Linked DNA regions of Mus musculus: all the other regions are linked to region 3. The links are chromatin contacts, called in public Micro-C and promoter capture Hi-C maps. All regions are on one chromosome and are shown on one strand. Each heading gives the region's core, a stretch centred on a gene start, on an enhancer-like site or on the middle of the called end of the contact. The rest is flanking DNA. Distances are from core to core; before and after follow the strand shown. Region 1 holds the start of Simc1 (SUMO-interacting motifs containing 1). Region 2 holds the start of Sfxn1 (sideroflexin 1). Region 3 holds the start of Gadd45g (growth arrest and DNA-damage-inducible 45 gamma).

Region 1 (4,095 bases), core at 893-3,392, 2.7 Mb before region 3:
AACAAAAAAAAAAAAAAAAAAAAAGCTATCAAGAAAACCCAATTAAAAACTGGGGTAGCACATATTCCTTTGTAAGGAACTTATTCTACAGACAGTCCCATCGCTGTCTTCACTAGCAAGAGCAAACAGGCTCAGCTGAATCATTTTTTTAAAAATGTCAGAACATGAAATTGATAAACTACCATGTGCCAGGATACTTACTATATACATGGAACAGCAATTTTTTTTATATCTCTACTTAAAATTACGTTTATAATTCAAGGAGGTGAAAAGTCACTTTTCCAAAGATGTTTGTGGACCTCAAGAACAAGGTTTCCTATCAGAGTGAAGTAAACAATTTAGTAACTATGAACGTTGTACAACCCAACGTATTATATGGATGAATCACACCACAATAAAGGTACTGTTAAAAGATAAACTAGCAGCCCAGCAGTGGTGACGCATGCTTTTGATCCCAATATCTGGGAGGCAGAGGCAGGCAGATTTCTGAGTTCAAGGCCAGCCTGGTCTACAGAATGAGTTCCAGGACAGCCGGAGCTACACAGAGAAACCCTGTCTTGAAAAAAAGAAGAAAGATAAACTAGCTATAAAGGTATATTTACAAGCTAGATAATACAAAAATGCAAAAATTATGTTCCTCTCTTAAAGAGAGAGAACACATATTGTCCCAGCTAGTTTTACATCAACTTGTAACAAGCTACAGTGATCTGAGGGAAAGGGACCTCAATCGAAAATGTATAGCCTAAGATCCAGCTGTAAACAAGTCTGTAGGGCATTTCCTCAACTAGTGATTGCAGTGGGAAGACCCAGCCTATTGTGGGTGGAGCCACCCCGGGCTAGTGGTCCTGGTTTCTGTGAGAAAGCAGGTTAAGCAAGCCAGAGGTGGCAAGCCGGTAAAGAAAGCATCGCTTCACCATACGGCCTCTGCACAACCTCTACTTCCAAATTCCTGCCCTGCTTGAATTCTTGTCCTGACTTCTTTAGTATGAACAGCGAAGTGTAAACTAAACCAATTTCTCTCCAAGTTGCTTTGGGTCATGGTGTTTCATCACAGCAACAGTAATCCTAAGACACCTACCTTTGGGTGTAGGAAGACTTCCCAAAGGCAACTTAGAATGAATGAGCACTCAAAATGTGATTTACACGCTTATAGAGTAGCTGACATTGATTTAGGACACATATTAGGAAGAACAGAGAAGGATCCCTTGATTTTTGAAGCCACAGCATGTAGATCATGGTAGGGGTCAGGTCACTAAATTTCTGTGGAGAGTTCTAGAAAGCCAGAGACCACAGATATTTTTATTCCATCACTTCAGGAGCAGGGACAAAGATAAAGAACCGAAGGAAAAACAAAGGTGGGAGTGCCCCGCCCCCTGGCTTTGTATGTGATTCGCATCTGCAAAGCAAAATTAACTGTCCTTCTCCACAACTCAAAAATCGGGGCCCTAGCTCAAGAACTAGGCCCTGCAGCGCAGCCGCCACCATGCCAAGGGCGGCGCTTCCCTCGCTCGCAGCCGGGGCTCCTGTTACCTCCTTGCACACATCTGTGCCCATCATAAGCCAAACAATTACGCGCTCCCGCGCGCCCGCCTCGAGGTCCGGGTGGCGGCTGCGGCCTGGCCAGGACCCCCCACTCCTCCCGCTGCCAAAGCTCTGGAGCCAGCTCGGGCCGGAGGCCACCGCCGGCCACCGCTTGGCAGCTCGCACTGGTGCTCAGTGTGTCGCCCATGTGCTCGGCCGGCTCCGCAGCACAACCCTGTAGGGCTCAGCGCTGGCCAGCCCGAGGCCTGCCTTGCCAGCGGCGCCACCGAGCTCCTCGAGGCCCGAGGCCGCCAAAGGCGGGAAGACACGGCGGCGGGGAGCCAGGGTCGCAACGCTGAGGCCCCGAGGGGGCGACGCTCGGCTCCCGTCGGGCGTGGCGAGCGGCAGTGGATTCACTCACCACGGTTCGGCGGGGCAGCGCGCCGGGGGTCCGAGACAGGGCCCGGCGCAGCCTCCGCGCCCTGCCCGAGCGGGTCCCGGCCGAGCTCTCGGAGCCACTGTCGTCGGAGATCACGATAAAGTCCTCCATGGCTACGGGCCCGGCGGAGCCACGCGCGAGCGGCGAGCGGCCCCGGCGACTCCGACTCCGGTTCCAGCTGCTGAAGCGACTGCAGCGAAGGCGTCGCAGACACCGGGGTTAGTACCCCGCCGGCCCCGCCCCCTCCATTGCCCCGCCCCCACCGCGCCCCGCCTCCAGAGGACCGGTCCCGCTCGGAGCCCCGCCTATCTCGGGGGCAGCCGCGCGCCCGGGTCAGGGCAGTGTCACAGAACCCTGGAGGAGCCAGGCTCCCTTTCCCTCAGAGAAGGAGAGAGAGGGAAGAGAGGGAAAGGGAGGGATAGAACCGAGGGGCTGGGCCGCATGGTCGGCGGGCTTGAAAAACGCTGAGGTTGAGAGGTTGTCCGCCGCCGCTCTCAACCGATCACAGTGGGCAGTGCTGGTGACGAGCCCCTGGCTGCAGGTGTGAGGACTGGAGTGAGCTGATGGAGCCTCTGATAGCGCATTTAATTGACCCGGTAGTGGAGCCTGCACCTGGCAGAAGGAGCAGTGACGCCTTCGGGTTAAAGAAGCCCTGAGGGGCTGAAAAGGGTAACCTGAACCTAGGGTTTTATTGACTGGGGCTTCTGGCTGAGATAAGGGAGAGATACCCACTCTTGTGTGTGCAGGTAAATCCGTGGGATAAATTCCCAGAAGCAGGTTTATTGGATCAAATCTATGTTTTTATTGTTATTTTGACAAATGGTACCAAATTGTCTTAAGTTGTGCCGATTTGCGGTTTCACCAACAATACGTGTCGCAGGAATTTAAACTGTCAGATGTAAGAGTTTGTTGAGTTTCTAGTTGACAGAAACCACTGAAAAGGCACATACAGAGAGCTATGAGGTCCCAGAGTGCCCGTATACTCCAATGCTGTGAGCAAGCAGAAAATATAGGGATAAAATTGTATCCCCATCAGAGGGAAATATGGGTAAGTAGTGAATTCTTTGGTTGTTTTGTTGAAGGGTAGGGACATTAAATCAAAATAGGGCCCATGGCTATTTTAAAAATGTGCAATACTGACAAAACCCTGCTGCTTATGCTCAAGTAACTTCAAAAAATAGAATAATAAAATGTCTTTAACAAAAAGGGGGGAGTTCCTAGAGGCAAAGCTGTTGTGTGCTGTCTAAGCAGCGTGTGATGCAGTGTTTTCTAATCTTTAGTGAACTTCTGAATCAGCCAGAGAGTGTATAATAAAGTTTGCAGGACTACACACCAGTGTTTCTGACTGAGAAACTGAGTTTTGGGAGTGAGCCCCAAATTGGTATTTCTCTCAGGTTTCTAGGTGATATTGACATTGCTTAGAGTCTGGTGAACACACTTGAAGGTTCACTGCTCTGAGTCAGGCATCACGGTGCTTGCCTTGAATCCTAGCTCTTGAAAGGCCAAGGTCAGCCAGGGTGAGAGAAAGGGAGAGGAAGGAGGAGGAAAAGGAGGAGGGGAGAGGGAAAGGGGAGGGAAGGGAAGGAGAGAGATCACTGGCCTGTTGGGCAAATAGCTTGACCACAGGTTTCAGATGTTTTGGTCCAGTGGGTGAATTGTTATAAAGGGATACAGTAAAGTAAGTTTCCTGTAGTGCTATCAAGCATCCATCTCAACACACACACACACAACACACACACACACACACACACACACACACACACACGGAATCTAATCTAGGACTCCATACAGGCTAAGCTATACCCCTGTCTCTTTGACTGTGGTTTTTCTAATCAGTTATCTCTAGCGTCTAACTGCCTCTTGTTCCTCCACTCAGCCCTTAAATCTTTATTTTTTTTTCTTAGTCCTTTGGTTTTTTTTTTAAGCTTTTATTAGATTTTTAAATATTATTTTATACAAATGAGTGTTTTACTTGCATGTATGTTTGTGCACCACACAGATGCCTGGTGCCTTCAGAGTTCAGAAGAGGGCATTGAATCTCCTGGATTTGAAGTTATAGGTGGATGTGAGCCACGTGGGCACTGGGCACTGAACCTAGGTCCTTTGGAAGAACAAGTTCTCTTAACCACTGAACC
Region 2 (4,412 bases), core at 1,054-3,553, 2.2 Mb before region 3:
AAGGACCTGGGTGTTTTCTCCCTCCCCCACCCCTCACTAAGTGATATATAAAGTTTATACAATGATAGAGTCCTAACAATAATTTTTTTTTCCGGAGACAGGGTTTCTCTGTATAGCCCTGGAACTCACTTTGTAGACCAGGCTGGCCTCAAACTCAGAAATCTACTTCTGCCTCCCAAGTGCTAGGAAAGGTATGGACCGCCTGGCAACAATGAGTTTTTACTTTCAAATTAATAACTAGCAAAGGAAATGAAGGAACGAAACAGATTATTACAGACTAATCTAGATTTCTTACCTTGAAGTCCAAACCACCTTTTCAACAGCTACACACAGCTAAAGGCACCCTGTTTGCACAACTAAAGCTGCCATTTCTGCAGGGATACTTTGTTTCATTTTCAGGCAGCAGGAGGTCTGCGAGATGGCTAAGTGGTTAACTTGTTACTCTTTCAGAGGACCTGAATTTGCCACATCTGGCAGTTTGCCACTGTGGGTAACTCCAATTCCAGGGGGGGGGGGGGCTGATGCCCTCTTCTGGCCTCTAAAGAGCACTTGCACCCAGACATATACTACATATATACTACTACTACTACTACTACTACTACTACTACTACTACTACTACTCCTCCTCCTCCTACACACACACACACACACACACACACACACACACACACACACACACAGTTTAGATAAAAGAGAAAGTGGCCCCACTGCTTTATGAGTCCTTTTGGCCTGGCTGTCTTCACAGCTTTCTTGGCAGAAGTTAGGAGGGGAAAGGGGATGCTTCCTCTCAGCCAGCTTTTGCTGCACACCCCGGGATAGTTTCACCAAACTTTTACAGAAAACTAAGCACAACTCTCTCCATTTTGCAGACCTTTGGCTGCACCCTTGAGTACACAGATGGAGCAATTCCTTATCAGAGCTGGGTGGGAATTAACAAACTCTTCCCAAACACTGTTATTGCTGTGAATGTGACAACCTCAGTCCTGGGAGGGGGGTGGGGTGGGGGGTGGGGAGGGGTGGCCTGAGGTTCTGGGACTTCCTGCTGAACTTCCATTTGTCCTCTAAACAGCTCTCCTTCACACAGCAAGCCTGAGTCCAGCATTCTAAGACCCACAAAGTCCTCTTCTTTACCTCAGTGCTCGCCTCTCTACTCCTGCCTCTGCCTGGAACAAGGACGGAGAGAAAAATCTAGGCAGTGGTTTTCAACCTTCCTAATGCTGTAGCCTTTAATACATGGTTTAGTGATTCCTCCAACTATGAAATTATTTCGTTGCCATTCCATAAACATAATTTTGCTACTGTTATGAATCGTCATGTAAACTTCTGATATGCAACCACAGTTGAGAGCTGCTGACTAGAGGCACCCAAAGTAGGTGCAGCAGATGAGGGATCAGGAGTGTGAGAAAACTATAAAGGGAGAGTCCCGGGTAAAGGCCCAAATTCTGAAATCCAGCAGAACTACGCTTTTCCACGAGGTCTCTCAATCGTCACATCGTCACTGAGGGACAAAGTGGAAACAATATATATACTCGGATTGCCTGGCTCTTCTCCCTGGCCAGCTGTGACACTTTAGGCAAGTTATTCAAGTTTTAATGCCTCAGTTTTCAAATCTGGATTATGGATTTGGCAGCATTGGATGAATACAAAAGTCAGAGATCTAACTCCGGAGGCACAGACCTTAGTGTGGTCATTGTCATTCTGGAGGCGGTTGAACCTGAGATGATCAGCAGGAACACGATGTGGGAGCTGAGGGTGAGGGTCCCACGGTTCTACCTGGGACACTTCGGTCCCTTGAAGAGATTAAGAGCTGGAGGTCGGCCACCAAGTGATCTCCACGCGGACCTCCGGGTCCCAGCTACTAAGAGCCACCTGGTCACCTGGCAATTGCGCGCGCCCATCCTCGTGGAGACAGTCCCCTGGCAGCCATCTTGGCCGCCTGCACCCAGCATGTTTCGTCACGCGGTGGCTAGGGACGCGTGGCACGGTGCGTGATGCTCCCCTTTCACATCTGTTCCACAAGATCAGTTCCACGCTGAGGCCTCCCTAGCCCCAGTCTAGAGCTGCGGACTCACGAGGTCCCGGGCGTACGTAACCCGCCTCAGGCATACCCCAGCGCGCACAGTGGACCCTACTGGGTCCCCTGCAGCCCCCGAGATTGCGCCATCCCGCGCGCCTCCGGCTCCCCGCGCGCGCTCCGCAGCCCCCCGCCACTCACCGCCTACCCGGCCGCCACCCGCGCCGCTCGGTCCCGTTCGGCGCCGCCTCCAGCTGCCGGAAGCGCCGCGGCCCCGCGCGCCGCCCCCAGGAGCGCGGCCACGACGCGCGCTCACGACGCGCGGCCCCGCCCAGAGGTTCCTGCCTCTGCCTCGGTGTCATTCATGGCTTTGGCTGCTGAGCTCCGCAGTCTGCGCACGCCCCATGTGCCCGCGCTTCTGCTTCTGGCCACACTGAGAACTCCTAAGTTCATCTTAGCCGCAGCCCGGGTCAATGCCACTGTTTTTCAATTTGGTTTTTTTTAGAAGACCACCCATCATCATTGTTCCTCCATTCATTTGGGCTAATGCTTCTTTTTTTTTTTTTTTTTTTTTTTCCATTTTTTATTAGGTATTTTTTTTTTTTTTTTTTTTTAAAGATTTATTTATTTACTATATGTAAGTACACTGTAGCTGTCCTCAGATACTCCAGAAGAAGGCATCAGATTTCGTTACAGATGGTTGTGAGCCACCATGTGGTTGCTGGGATTTGAACTCGGGACCTTCGAAAGAGCAGTCGGCGCTCTTAACCACTGAGCCATCTCGCCAGCCCCTAATGCTTCTTAAAATGGGGGAGCTTGGCACAGCCAGCCCTCTAAGAAAAACTAGACAATACAAGTGCCACCTTCAAAAGAGTCACTGGCTGCTGGACAGAGATGGGACCATAGGGGAGGTGCAGACCAGAGGTCATGAGCTTAGTCAGGTTGGACCTGGTTAGACCAGGTTGGACGATGAGGAGAGAAGCATAGAATCTCGGACGCATTCTGAAGGCCAGCACAATACAACAAATAACGAATTGCATTCTCTGCACAGGTAGATAAATCCCCTCCCCCTTTTTTTAAAGACAGAAATTCTACCCCAAATAACCTCTACAAGCAATGAGATTCCGAACTGAATTTGGATTCTGTGTGTGTGCGCTCACACACACGCGCGCCCATTGAGTGTGTCTGTCTGTATCCCAATAAGGTGACTGTAAAACGTATATGAGAAAACAAAGAGCCCAAAACAGCTAAAACACTTTGAAGGAGTAGATTGTCCTACAGTTACAAACACAGAAGAATGGTAAAAAAGAAAGGATGTGTTTGTACCAGAATCAATGAGGAGCTCCATCCAGCCAATCAGACATCCAGGACAGGCTGAAAAAAAAGGTCACCAGAGGGGAACATGGGGGGTGGGAGTGGGGATCAGGCTTCTACCTTTAGGGGCTTCTACTGTGGGAGACTGGCCCAGAAGGCCCTACTAACATTGTAAAGAAAAGCAGTGCTCCTTCTGAGTGTGGATGATGTGACCAAGGCCACACTGATCAAATTAAATACCCATAGGTCTAAAAGAGCTGTTGCCTTGGAGCCTTCTGATCCACTGCTTCAAGCTCCAGCTGCCTTGACTTCCACTGGGTGATGGACTGTGCTTTCCAACTGTGACCTAAGATAAACTCCTCCTTCCCTTGGGTGGCTTTTGTTGGGATGTTTTATCACAGCAACAGAAAAAGAAACCAAGACAGTCCCCACATTAAAAACTGGTCTAAGCCAAGAAGATAGTTTGTCTGTTACTGCTTTGTCCCATTGCACCGTGCTCGTTAAACATGTCCCTTTATACCTAGTACTGTCTTGCGTGAATTCTTTTACTGCCCAACCTCCCCACCATACCTGTGGCTCCTGAATATACTGCATCACAAGGCAGTAGGATACACTGCCTTAGACAACAGAAAACTAACTCAATTGCAAGTGAATTCATAAAACAAACATGGAGAGCAGAGCTTGGAGCAATATTTCTCAGACATTTTCAATGGTATTCATTATACTCAGAACTTCCATATGTCCTTAGTCTGATTCTAAAGCAGACTGAAAAAGGACTGAGAGAGAAAGCAAAGACCCAATGTCCTGACTGGTTTTCTAATCAACTTGACACATGTTAGAGTCATCAGAGAGGAGGAGTCTTAGTTGAGAAAATACCTCTATAAGATCAGGCTGTAAGCAAGCTGGTGGCACGAATTAATTTTTTAATTCGTCATTGATGGGGGAGGGAGGACCCGCCCATTGTGAGTCATGCCACTCATGGGAGTCTGGCCCTAGGTTCTATGAGAAAGCAGGCCGAACAAGACATGAGGATCAACCCAGTAAGCAGCACCCCTGCATGGCTTCTGTCTGCATCAGCTCCTGC
Region 3 (4,327 bases), core at 1,498-3,997:
AGGCTCCAGCTCTGCCCGGCAGCAGAGCTGACAGCAAGAAAGCCCCACGTGGGCTTCCCCCCCCCCCCCCCCCCATCCGTCAGCACGGCCTGGAATGCGCAGTGAAAGCCAGAAGCACTAAGCTACAGAAAAAGTCCTCTCACTGGGACGTTTCCCCCACCCCCCAGATCCTTCTCAAAAGATAATCTTGGCTCTGGTGAGTTTGTCCTCCGACTTTAAAAGGAATTGTGGAGAGCAGCAGCCCTCACTGATGTGGTGGGCAGAAGCCCTGAGAATAGGAACTAGCAGATGCCCACCCCACTCAGACTGGCTCACTCCTATTTATAATAGACGGTGCCTTCCAACTTCTGCTAAGATACTGTAACTTCCATCACGGCTGTGACAAAATGATGATTCATACTGAGAACGCAACTCGCTGGTGTCATATTTGATATTAATACTTTAGTAGCGTAGCTTTGTCAGAGCAATTAAAAGGAGAAAGTTCCTGAAAGCTAGAGCAACCCGCCCCCATCCCCAGCCACCGCACCAAGGGCAGAGCTGCAGAGGCAAGCTCATTGTATTGGAAGGCACAGGGCCTCCCGCAAGCTGTTCAGATAAGCAGCTGTCGAGGCAAAGGTGGGGGGAGGGGGCGGAGCGGGGGAGGGGAGGTACTGGAGGCAGAAGTCACTGTTATCGAATTGGATTGCAAGCCTGGAGCTCCTGCACCCGGATGCCTTATCAAGTATGCTCCTGTCTTGCAAGTTTGAAATCTTCCTGAAAGGCTCAAACAGTACTCTGGCCCAAGTTCTCCCGTTTACTACTCGCCTGCACCCCCTCCCCCACCGCCAGCCCCAGGAGGCTGCAGTTTCTTGCCCCAACAGAAAGGTGGTCCCAGGTGCCGTGAAACATCCTTTACCGCCGCCCCCTCCCCATTAGAATCCCCTACCCTCAATAAAAAGGCATTAAGTTTGTTTCAATAAGTTTATTGTGATATTCAAAGCTTCCACGATAGCGTCCTTTAGAAAATGAAAGCATTGCCCGGGATCCGTTTTTTGAAAGAGCAGTGCAGTCGGCTAAGTCCAGCTCGCTCCTGCAGTGGCCGCTCCTGCCGCTGTACCAAGTCCAGGCGGTCGCCTGCCTTTCTTTCCCCTCCTTTCACTGGAAGGCTGCTTGCTGAGTCACACCTGCCTCGCTGGTCGGTTCTTCCCGGCCCTGGGGCCAACGTCCTCGCCTAGGCCTTCCTGTGCTAGCAGCCTCTCCGGACACTGGCAGAGTCCTGGGCTCGGAACAAGGTGTCCCCGCTGCCGCCAGACCCCCTTCTTGGGAGGCCGCGCTCCTCGCTCTCCAGGCAACATCGCCTGCCAGTCTCCACGCGCACTCGAGCGCCCTCGGAGGGCCACTCCAGAGCCAGCAGCGCGCTAGAGTGTCACCAAGTCGATCAGACCAAGGTCCCTGCCAGGCTGTCACTCGGGAAGGGTGATGCTGGGCACCCAGTCGTTGAAGCTGCGGCTCTCCTCGCAGAACAAACTGAGCTTCTCCAAGGCAGGGTCCTTCCATGTGTCCTCATTAGGATTCTGAATTTAAAAAAAAAAAAAATACATGGGTCAGCCATGCTTGTCGTTGGCCAGGATGGTTTGGGGGACTGGCGTAGGGAAACAGTGGGGGACACTCACCGAAATGAGGATGCAATGCAGGTCTCCCGGCGCGCCCCCCTCTTCGTCGGCGCCCACGATCGCCGCCAGCCTCTGCACGTCTCCCACGCGCACGATATCAATGTCGTTCTCACAGCAGAACGCCTGAATCAACGTGAAATGGATCTGCAGCGCTATGTCGCCCTCATCTTCTTCATCGGCAGCCAGCACGCAAAAGGTCACATTGTCAGGGTCCCTGCAGAGCAGATGGGAAGGACAAGGTCAGAGTCGATGCCACCCCCAGGTCTCCGCGCCGCGCCAACCCCAATCCCTGCACGCGGGGCCTTTCTACACTCACACATTCAGGACTTTGGCGGACTCGTAGACGCCAGCGGTCAGACAGCCCTGGCGCTGCGCCGACAGCAGAAGTTCGTGCAGTGCTTTCCCGGCGCCCTGCATCCTGTGAAAGAACAAGCGCCGTGAGTGGGGACCAGCACGGGGACGCGACGGAGAGATCCCTGCCCTGACCTCCAAGTCCCAGCTGGCCCCTTAGCCTAGACCTGCCTGGCGCCAGCATTCCTGCCTCCCAACTCCAACCTGGCGCCCACACACCAGGATCCCCAGTCCCGACCTGGCGCCCACACACCCGGATCCCCAGTCCCGACCTGACGCCCACACCTCTGGCACCCTAGTCATGATCTGGCGCCCTCATTCCCCATCACCCAGTCTCGACCTGGCGCCTGCACTCCCAGTTCCCTACTTCTGATCTGGCGCCCGTATATCAGGCTCCCCAACTACGATCAGGTGCTGGCACCCCAAACTCTAGCTCTAGACACGAATCGAATGCAGTAATTCTGGTCCCGCGCCTCGGCACCTCACAGCCAGACAGTGCACGGCTCCCACCCTGCAAACTTCTATCCTAGAGGACCCTGTAAGACCACTACCAGACAAGGCCAACTCTCGGCACCCCAAAACCCACCTGGCTGTGCTTTCCGGAACTGTATCCTGGCCACGGACTTCTTCCAGAGTCATTGTGCGATCCACGAACAGCAAGTTATCCAAAAGAGTGCGGAGGGAACCCGAGCGCAGGTAAAGATTCCCAGAGTCCGATGCGCGCCCACCACCAGCGAGTGCGCCAGGCTGGGCCGGGAGAGCCCTTTTATAGACAGGCTCGGCGCGCCGCCGCCAGCTGGCGGGAGGCTGCACTCCCATTGGCCAGCGCCCGCTTTCTGATGCAAATGAGGCGGCAGGCCTGCGGCTCGTGCCAGAAGGCCACGTGGGGAGGGGTGCGGGGGATGACACAGCCTCAAATCTGCCGCTTTTGTCAGGGTGTTACCAGGCAGACTGGAGCCTGCAGATTTCATCTCGCCTTTCTTTTTTTGTAAGTCCTTAAAAGGAAAAAGTTTAAAAAAAAAGTACGTTGTTTGCTGATACGATACTGGAATTTGTAGAATGCACACTTGGAGAATGTAAAAGCCCCCTCTTTTTTTTTTTTTTTTTGCTCTTTTTTTTTTTTTTTTTTTTGCGACCTTTCTAATTTTTCCTCAATTTTCAGTTTGAAGTTTATAGGGTTGTTACATCGAAACCGAAACTTAAAGTCAAAGGTTTGCAACTGCAGCTGACATTAGGCCTAGGCTGCCACTAGGGACTCAGGACTCTGCGCCTTTCGGGGTCGCGGCTGCAAGGTCTAAGCCCTCCCATCCCCCACCCCTACCCCTAGCAGATCGCTGTGGGACGCGGGCAGCAGGGACCAGCAGATTGCTGCCGGCACACGCGGCTCGTTTGCATTTCTATACGGGGCACACAAAAGAGGAGGTCTGGCGTGTGGCAGTTCGCGGTGGGGACAATCGACGCTTTCTCTTTCATAGCAACACTGTCCACCTGCCGCCGGTGGGGTGGGCCGAGCCCCGTCGGGAGCCGGGGTCGCGGGGTTGCCCGGCGCGTGGGGGTCGGAGCAGCGTGCCGCTCCCCCGCCACTGGGTGCGCACCTCTTAGGCTTATTCTGACTGCTGGGATTCTGATGCACGCGTGCTAAGCTCGAGAGTGAGCTGTACACCAAGGCTACTGTGCCCCAAACCCCAGAGGTTCCGGGGTTCAGACTCCGGGAACTCGGCTGTTCCACATTGTTTTTCCCAGGGCGCCGCCTACCGGCCGACCTAGAAAAATCCAGATCCTCTCATCCACCCACCAAATATTGCCTCGCGTTGACCTCTCAGGGGGGTTTGAGCTGGGACACCCCAAGCACCGAGAACCCTGTGCTATTATGCGCATCATTTAGAATCAGGGTAACGCCTGCACCGGGCGCCCGGGCCTGGAGACCGAAAGGAGCCTGCCACCCAGGACCAAGAATCCGTTTGTCTTATGAGAATTTGAAATATTTCAACTACTTAAAAATGTTTCTTCAAGAGGTTCTTTTCTGATAACGTAATAAAATTAGAAGTGATCTTGAGAGCTTTCTGAACTTATCGTTTGTCCCGTGGGACCTGCACATCAGGCTTCCAGACTGCTCGCCCGCAGAACACGACACTGTGGGCGTCTGCGTCTCTCTGTGCTAACACAGAAAAGTGTGCTAGGGGACTTCTGGAGATTCTTGAGTGAAGCCTGGGAGACTGGATAGGGCAAAGGGCGTTCATGAAGCTTGCCAGACTGAGGCAAAACTCACACACACCCACACACCCACCCACACACACACACACACACAGACACACACACACACA

What was found. Promoter capture Hi-C pulls out the DNA fragments that hold promoters and counts their contacts. A called contact is a pair of places that touch in the nucleus more often than the background predicts.
Region 1: a contact with region 3 is called in a promoter capture Hi-C map of embryonic stem cells, with 8 times the contacts expected there. The contact joins the promoter of Simc1 here to the promoter of Gadd45g in region 3.
Region 2: a Micro-C map of the G1E-ER4 cell line shows a contact between it and region 3, with 11 times the contacts expected there. The contact joins the promoter of Sfxn1 here to the promoter of Gadd45g in region 3. A contact is called at or near these places in 2 of 39 promoter capture datasets (hippocampal neurons and liver), 4 of 484 Hi-C or Micro-C datasets (all in the G1E-ER4 cell line) and 1 of 115 datasets of contacts at active chromatin or transcription factors (astrocytes).

Annotation. Positions count from the first base shown.
Region 1 is chr13:54,501,852-54,505,946 of GRCm38.p6, reverse strand. It overlaps Simc1 (SUMO-interacting motifs containing 1), which reads right to left and starts at 2,142. Exons shown (of 10, transcript NM_176987.4): 1 at 1,943-2,142. The coding sequence starts at 2,071. LOC115486438 (a long non-coding RNA gene) reads left to right here and starts at 1,633. Exons shown (of 3, transcript NR_168901.1): 1 at 1,633-2,178.
Region 2 is chr13:54,069,736-54,074,147 of GRCm38.p6, reverse strand. It overlaps Sfxn1 (sideroflexin 1), which reads right to left and starts at 2,303. Exons shown (of 11, transcript NM_027324.5): 1 at 2,216-2,303.
Region 3 is chr13:51,845,095-51,849,421 of GRCm38.p6, reverse strand. Gadd45g (growth arrest and DNA-damage-inducible 45 gamma) reads right to left here and starts at 2,747. Exons shown (of 4, transcript NM_011817.2): 1 at 2,590-2,747; 2 at 1,969-2,070; 3 at 1,653-1,866; 4 at 947-1,553. The coding sequence starts at 2,642. The coding sequence ends at 1,443.